Linked DNA regions of Gasterosteus aculeatus: region 1 is linked to region 2. Evidence: chromatin contacts called from public Hi-C data. All regions are on one chromosome and are shown on one strand. Each heading gives the region's core, a stretch centred on a gene start, on an enhancer-like site or on the middle of the called end of the contact. The rest is flanking DNA. Distances are from core to core; before and after follow the strand shown. Region 1 has its middle 7.1 kb from the start of LOC120808378. Region 2 holds the start of LOC120808358 (ankyrin repeat domain-containing protein 9).

Region 1 (4,064 bases), core at 554-3,053, 110 kb after region 2:
GGGGTATTATGGAGGAGCGATGGTTACTGCCCCCCGAACAGGAGGGCCGGACTGCGGCTCTGTGAGCACCCACGAGGCGCCCTGATGGGGGAGTCAGTGTGTTCCTCCACCCGCAGCACGAGGATCATCAACATTTCAGCGTTGTCTCCCTCTGCAGCAAAGGTCAGCCCGATGAGGACGCGTCCTCGCTGCCGTGCAGGATGAAGATCTGCACCGGTGACCCCCAGGGTGTGTGTGTGTCTGTGTCTGTGTGTGTGTGTGTGTGTGTGTGTGTGAGGATTTGTGTTTATATGCGTCTGCTGTTGTTGGGGGAATGGAACCACAGAAGTATCTCAAAGGTCAGCCGCTCATCCCCATTTATGAACGTTTTTGGAGGTGGGTTCTTGTTGTCGGGAACCGAGCAGAACGTGCAGAGAGGGCTGTGGAACCATGACACCATAGTAGGGTTCTCTGTAGAGGATCCTAGGAACATCTCCACATATTTGGGTTCTACACAGACCCCCCCCCCCTGAGAGGGTTACACCTGGAACCAGGAGTTTTCCTGTGAGAAAGATGGAGGACGCTATTGTTAAAAATGCTTAAAACATAAATTCAGATAAAGGAGAATAAATGATGACGCTCAGAAACACCTGCAACAAGTTGTTTTTAGACCTGAACTGTATCCGTGTGTGTCTGTGTGTGTCTTCATGTGTGTCTGTGTGTGTCTGTGTGTCTCCATGTGTGTCTGTGTGTGTCTATGTGTGTCTGTGTGTCTCCGTGTGTGTCTGTATGTGTCTGTCTGTATCTATATGTCTCCATGTGTGTCTATTTGTGTCTATGTGTGTCCGTGTCTGTCCGTGTGTGTCTGTGTGTGTGCCGTTGTCCTTGGTTGTGTGTAATCAGTGACTTCTACAGTGTCAGATTGATGCATTTTTCAATTCTAATTTCTCCAAAGCGAACGCTGAGAAATAATTCAGGCTTTCGAATGTGATGTTCATCAACATGACAACGGAAACAGTACACACTCTATAAATAGGAAACACTTTCAAAGGCACTGTTGTGTGTCTGCGAGAGTCTACACACACACACACACACACACACACACACACACACACACATTCGTTCTCAGTGAGCTCAGCGGAGGAGGAAAGGAAGAGACGAGATTCAGGCAAATATTGTCATTGGGGCTAAAATAAATGAGCTGTGACGCAGGGGGGTGTTGGATTCTCACACCTCCACCCCGTCGCCCTTCATGGTCTTTAACTTCGTTAAGTTCATGATTAAAGGGACAAATTCTGGAATATACGATTACAGCCATATCCAAATTTGTATTATTTGCCGTAGTTGAGAAAGTCTCCTTATGTGTCACCAGTTAAACACTTTACAACGAAGGAGCATGTTGTGTTTGCAGAAACGGTATCGGCAGTCAGTCATTGTGTTTTATTCATAACCGTGAGACAACAGCAGCATCATGAGGGCAAACAGGAAAGCACTGCATCCCCTGCTTCCTGTGAACACTTCTCGTGTGCTTCCACTGCCTCAGTTGTGTAAAAGGTGACCTTTGCCAAACACGAGTTCATGGTCTCAATCTCAAGTCTTCTTAAATAATAAAGACGTACACGCGGTCTGAACCTCACTGCTCTCAATTCAAAAACTTTAAAAAAACAACCCGGCGACAGCCGCAAACCAAGACTGCGGCCTCACTCGTGACGCGCGTTGCGTTCAGTGTGTGTGTTTAATGTGAGACGGCCTTCTCACATTAAACACAGAGCGGGAGGTTTATCTCCGGGGCAGAGCGCCTGCCAGACAGTTACATTGATCCGCCACTTCCTGCGCCACTTCCTGCGCCACTTCCTGCGCCACATCCTGCACCTCATCAACCAGTCAACGTGCTAAGCGGATAAAAAAAATGGTCCTTTACTGAACAATAGTTCCATGCTCTTTTTTTTTTCATTAGCGAAAGTGTGCTTTGAGTTGGCGCGACAATCGAACGGAAGAGCGACTAATGTACCAGCGCTCGAGAACAGCGTCCCGTCCCCGTGCACAGACACCTCGGAAGTCGGGTCCAAGGACGGAGGCGAGGGCGAGCGACGTAGCGTCTCTGTAATTTAGTTGCCCAAGAGCAAATATTTGAGGGCTTAAAAGCCCTCCAGGAGACGGAGAACAAACAGCCTGTGAAGTCAGCAGAGGTCTGTTGGTTGGAGCGGCTCTGGTCTCTCAACCAAAGCGTGAGCGTTTCTAGAAGATCCAGCGGGGGTTCAACCGCGCGTGGTTTTGGCTCGACTGCAGCGGAGCACGACGTGGTCAGAGGGGCGGGCGGGGGGTTTCCGTCGGTGGGTTTTCGGAGAGCGGCTGCCGTCTATTCATCCGACACACATCGACTAACCACATCACCAAGAAGGGGACGGAGAAAAATTAGAGCACTAATTCTGAATACTGTGTGTGTTCCAATAAGCGCTGTGAGCGGATGGAGTCATTCTCAGCTTTCCCCCGGGCATCGTCCCCCCCACATCAGCATCACGTGCTCAGGGAATTATTCAGAGGCAAACGCCGACGACCTCCTTGTGCGCGATGGCTCAGCAAAGGCCGCGGTGACGTTTTCGCAACCTCGACCTCGGACTGCAGCTCCCCCTCGTCATCCAGCAGCCGTTACTCAACAAAGACGCAACGGGCAGGTGTGAGGTGTCTACCGGGAAGGCTTCAAGAGGAGATGCAGCTTCAGTACCTTCTTCTCCTTCTTCTTCTTCTTCTGTCAAAAGTGACATTCGCTCACTGTGCGATGTGACAGACATATTGTTCATTTTAGAGATGAGAAAGTGCATTTCCAACCTGCAGACACGAGACAAAGCTGCTGTTTTCCACTGAGCTCCGTTGTGTTACTTCTTGTATCTGGCTCACACGCACAACCCCATCTCACTCTCCTAACTCAAAGCAAATGAGATGTTGCTAAATCTTTTTTCCTGGATCTGGTTCCTGAGCGACTGGAATCATTAAAGTCATCTTCACTTGGCAAAGAGCTTCAAGGGCATTTAACTGAACACTGTGGAAGTCCAGCTGTTTACGTCATACCTGTTCTAAGGGTGTTATTGAGAGTGGTGGTAACAGAGTTCTTGAGGGATTAATGAGGAAATGGCATTTAAATGCTGGACAACGACATATGGTTTTGTGCATAAGTGATAACGTGTCAAGCTGTCATCTGCTCACTGGTACAATATGCGCTGCGGTCAGTAAGCTGCAGTATTCAATGGAAAAGCTGAATCCCTCTAAATGCATCAGTAGATTTGGCGTGTTTCACCCTTAGGTGGGAAGAAAGGCGGCTTTATCTCCACTTCGTTGCTCTGTAAATTGTGCAAAGTCTTCCTTCACCCAGTGGTGTCTGCAGCAGCCGTTGCTTGGACGGGGTCAAGAGCTTCCACGGCTTTGGACCCAAAGCTGATAATCCACTCGCATCTTTCACTCTCCATTTTTGTGTCCGTGAGGCCTCTTCGACTTGACCCGCCGGTGTCCTCTCCTGTGTGCACCCCCGTGTGTGGATCACGTTAGAAAAATGAGCTCCTGAACACGGGAGACGTTAGCGGTTTGATTTGATTCGGGCAGATATCCGATGGCTTCGCCTCGTCTTTCAGAGATGAACAGATAAGTGTTGGCTGCAGGGGGGGGGGGGGCGACCCATCTTCCTCAGCACCTGAGATAAACTGAGCGTGGACTGGAGCTGTGCCCTGTTTTTGTCATGCTGACCATTACTTACGATTGTGACATATGGAAAATAGCAAATTATTGTTTTTTCTGTAAGAAGAACACTGAGATTTACCAATTGGGCCTCTAATTACAAAAAGAGATTAAAGGTGTAAAGTCTTCTGGGTCAAATGCAATCTAAATTGATCAGTAATGATCCAAAACCAACCGTCCTTATTACACTGAAATGAATCTAGCAGGAAGAAAACCCCTCGGCTGACAATGTTAGATTGAAATTACTAATCAATTCAAATGGTTTTATTTGTACTCCTATGTGACAAAAGAAATTAGCGTATTTCGAACTGTAACTTCTTCACCTGCAATGCTCCTCCTGCCAAACCTGAACGGGC
Region 2 (4,064 bases), core at 785-3,284:
AAAAGCTGGAGTGAATCTTGAATCTCGAGAACAACCCTCCATTCTGGAGAGAATGTTTGTTTCTTTCTCTGTTTTACACAGACAGAGAACGTTCACGAGGTCAAGAAAAGACAACAAAAATACAAATCCATGTGTTGATTTTATTTTAAAAATAATCAGTCGCCCAAAGAGTCTTAAAGTCACTTGACTGTTAAATGACCAATAAGATCGCTTCCTTTTTCATCTTTCCATTCAAATAAAAACCCGACATGAGTAACACAGCAAACCTTCATCGGATTAGTTCAGTGGCATATTAGTAAAGGTTTGATAAACAAACTGCTGATTAATGACTACATTAGTTTAAAGAAACAACATGGCTGTTTATTCCCTGGTTCATTCTCTGCCTCCACGCTGCTGTCACAGACTGTGAATCCAATCAGCACATCTGCAGACATTCATGCGTTTGTTCCCTGAATATTAATTTGTGGAGCCCTATAATGAAGTGCAAACACAAACACACAACCCTCCCCCCCCCACACACACACACACACGCACACACACACCGTGCTAAAATAGCGGAGCATGCATCACTGTCCCCCTGCAGGCCTCCACCCCCCCCCTCACAGCGGTTTCAGGGAGGAGGGGATGGGCAGTTCGTGCAGGTTGTCCGGGAAGGTCTCCGGGCTCAGCTGCCTCAGGACGGTCTGCATGGCGGCGAGGATGAGCGGAGCCGGCCTCCTCTCCGTCAGGTACCCGTAGGTCTCCTCGCCCAGCACCGGGGCCCAGCGGCCCGGCTCCCTGCGCAGGGCCCCCTTCATCTTAAAGCGGACCTTGGGCATGAACATGAGCAGGTGGTCCAGGCACTGCCTCCCGCTCGCCCCCCCCTGCCCGCGGTGCCCGAGTTTCTCCAGGAGGACGTCCAGGGGCGTGCAGCCGTCGCGGTCCAGGGCGTGCGGGGACGCGCCGCTCCCCAGCAGCATGACCGCCGCCTCGGGGCGCAGCAGCTCGCAGGCCAGGTGCAGCGGGGTGCGGCCGTCCTCCATGTGGAAACAGCCGGCCCGGTTGCCGCAGGAGGAGGCGGAGGTGGTGGAGGAGGAGGAGGACGTAGGAGGAGAAGGCACGCCGGCTATGCGGTGGCTCTCCTGCAGGATGAGGCCGAGAATGTAGCGCCGGTCGTAGCGGATGGCCATGGCCAGGTGCGGGGCGGCGGGCGACGCACAGCGGCAGAAGCGCTCCCCGGGCCTCGCCAGCGCCTCCCCGGCGTACCGGTTGAGCAGGTAGCGCGCGTACGCCCGATGGTCGTGGACTATCGCGTAAAGCAGCGCCTCCGACGGGGTGTACGTGCGGCGGCCGGCGGCGTCGCCCTCCTCCCAGCAAAACGTCTCCATCGCACGCATGTCCTCCAGCATCCAGACCGGCTTCAGGTCCCGCACGGCCCGGTAGAAGAGCAGCGAGACGGACTTGCGATGCTGCTCGAAGCAGCTCCCTGCCGCGGAACCGATGGCCGGAGAGGCCATGGCGGCGGAGAGGAGCGGCCCGAGTTAAAAGTTCTGTCCGCAACGTCCCTTCATCGCTCCGGAACCACGGCCCCCAGAGCCGCGGGGCTCCGGGAGCAGACGCACATGTTGAGTTGTACGGGGAGGTCTGGGTGGGGGTGGGGGGGCAAGGCGCCCGTCTCCAACCTCACATTCCCGCACGGTCCTCCTTGACAGCTGCGGAATTCCCGATGTAGCTCTCTGCAGTATCGAGCCACTGCGCATGCGCCTCCAAAACTTTATTGACAAAAGCGATAGTTGTGACATCTTATTCAAACAATTCAGTAGCCTATATTAATGAATGAATGAATATATATATTAATGAATAAATGAATATATATATATTAATGAATAAATGAATATATATATGTGATTTTATATATGATATGATTTTATATTTACCTCTAGTTTCTCCAGCTCTTCTCGGAAGGACACCGCCGGTCGTCTTGTTATCTTGAGACTCGCCCTGACGAGAGCGCAGTGGGGCGGCGAGGGGCGATGCCCAAATCCCAATGTATTTTAGGACTCTGGAACTATGTGTCACTCATTAACTTTATCAGTGATTGGCTATCCGCCTCTTGGACCCGCCGCTTTGGGCCCGAGTCCAGCTGAGAAGCGGAGAGGACGTGCAGGAAAAGCATATATTCGGCGACGATATCGTTAATTTACAAATATTACCGGGTATGTTTCATATTTCAAAAACACAAATAGAGACATATTGACTATTTGTCAAATTTATTTTAAATATAATTAAAAGAATCTTTTTTTTTTTGGGTGGGGCCACGGCCCATTGCCCTCTACACTGCTGATACGCCTGCAAATGCTCGTAAACTTGTGCTGATAAACAATGCGCAGGTTTTCTAATAGATAATCACATATCGCGACAGCGCAGACAGGCTGAAGGCAAAAGGAGAAAGAATTCACAATAAGGGGAGAGAAATGTGAGGTAATATTTTCGTGTAATCCTGGCGTCAGCAGATCCATTGCTTCAACGTTAGAATGAACAAAGAGAACTTTGTTGATATTAATTGAGGCGTCGAGTTGATGATAAAGTTAATGATAAAGAATTGAATAATTAACAGAAGTAATAAGCAATGCAGTTACAAAGTGAAATGAGGTGTGAATAGTATAATATTTTGCTCGTCCATATCTCATATGACCATATTGGTTTACAGGAGGCTTCTGTTTGCTCATTCAAACGTGTCTCCTCCCGGTTAGTCTCCCTCCCACATTCCTCTGAGTCTGCAGATTGGAACCTGGAACCTCTCTGTCTCATCTTATCGTGTCTTATCTTTCCCTCAACATTCCAATACATTCAATGAACATACCTGTGGCTTCAGGCCTCAGTGTGAAACATAACATAGCATGTATAACATCATCATCTGGTACACTTTAATAATAACACATCACAGCTCATCACATCTTAACCATTATGTTTAACTCAGTTCTACATGGTCCAAAATCTGAATATTTTGCCTCGCTGTCCTACATCCTTTGCTCATTCACTACCTGACAGGAGGCAAAACGTCTCCACTTTCTACCGATATAAGACATCCGAACACTGGGATGCAACGTGTCCACTTTAATAAGCAAAAGCAAAAACGAATACGTTATGTTTCTGCAGCATTGAGTCATTGCAGAAACAGCTGGCTGACGTTTACTGCGTCAGTACCAACTTATTACATAAAAAGGATCCTTTCAAAGCAAACTCCCCCCTTAGAAGAAAGGTAATTATAATAGTAACACTACACATGTCAGATATTATTTTCCCCTGTAAAGATGAGGACAGAAATCTTCTCTCCTGGGACGTTCCTCACTATGTGTCCCTTATGAAGCACATTGTACACAATGTACGTGAAGCTTTAGAGTTGTGTAGTAATCATCTTTGACCACACTGGGGCAGTGCTGGCTTACTCAATGTTACACTGTACTGTAGACGTCTAAGCACAATGATGTACAGATTCTAACAACATAGACACGCCTCACGCTCTGTCTTCATGTCTCTCAGGTTGCCAGGGACACAGGATGGTAAAGATGTGATTAATGCAGGGGATGAGAAATACAACTGTTGATGCGATGATTCCCATTTCCACATGTGCTGTCTTATCTAACCAAGGAAAGACACGTTAATGAAGGTGACTAAATGCTGTTATCGTAGTTGCTGTTGGTTCTTTGTCCACGATATGGGTGGTGAAGCCTCTGCGCCAGTAACATGAACTGAGGAGCAAAAGCAAGACAATTTATGGAGGACAGACGAGAAAAAGACACACAAGTAACTTTCAAATTGAGGTTGAAGGTTCATCCTTTAAAATATGTGTTTTGACAAAAGCTTTTGTCGATGCAAGGAACCTCTTTCTCCGACGGTTATCAACAAGCAGACGTCTGACCCCAGAGAGCAGGGGTCACCTGCCGTCTGCCGAGGAAGGCCACGAGATGTGGCGGGAAGCTCAGGAAACAACGCTGCTTTCGAAAAAGACACTCAAGCTCCTCTTCTTCAAGAGCTTTCAATCCAAGGTTCCTCTGATTGGAGCTGCGGGCGTCTCGTCAGCC

What was found. Hi-C and Micro-C count contacts between places; a contact is called where the count stands out from the background.
Region 1: a Hi-C map of tail fin shows a contact between it and region 2, with 2.6 times the contacts expected there. The contact joins the enhancer-like site here to the promoter of LOC120808358 in region 2. A contact is called at or near these places in 5 of 6 Hi-C or Micro-C datasets (liver, skeletal muscle, tail fin and 1 more).

What each region holds. Positions count from the first base shown.
Region 1 is chr18:14,202,243-14,206,306 of fGasAcu3.hap1.1, forward strand. No RefSeq gene overlaps it. Among protein-coding and RNA genes, the nearest start is that of LOC120808378, 7.1 kb to the right of the region's middle. Within about 2 kb of position 1,804, at least 5 of the 9 cell types and tissues checked have open chromatin away from gene starts, as enhancers often do. A contact at or near this core is called in liver, where this site is marked.
Region 2 is chr18:14,087,126-14,091,189 of fGasAcu3.hap1.1, forward strand. LOC120808358 (ankyrin repeat domain-containing protein 9) reads right to left here and starts at 2,035. Exons shown (of 2, transcript XM_040161239.2): 1 at 1,917-2,035; 2 at 121-1,751. The coding sequence starts at 1,496. The coding sequence ends at 600.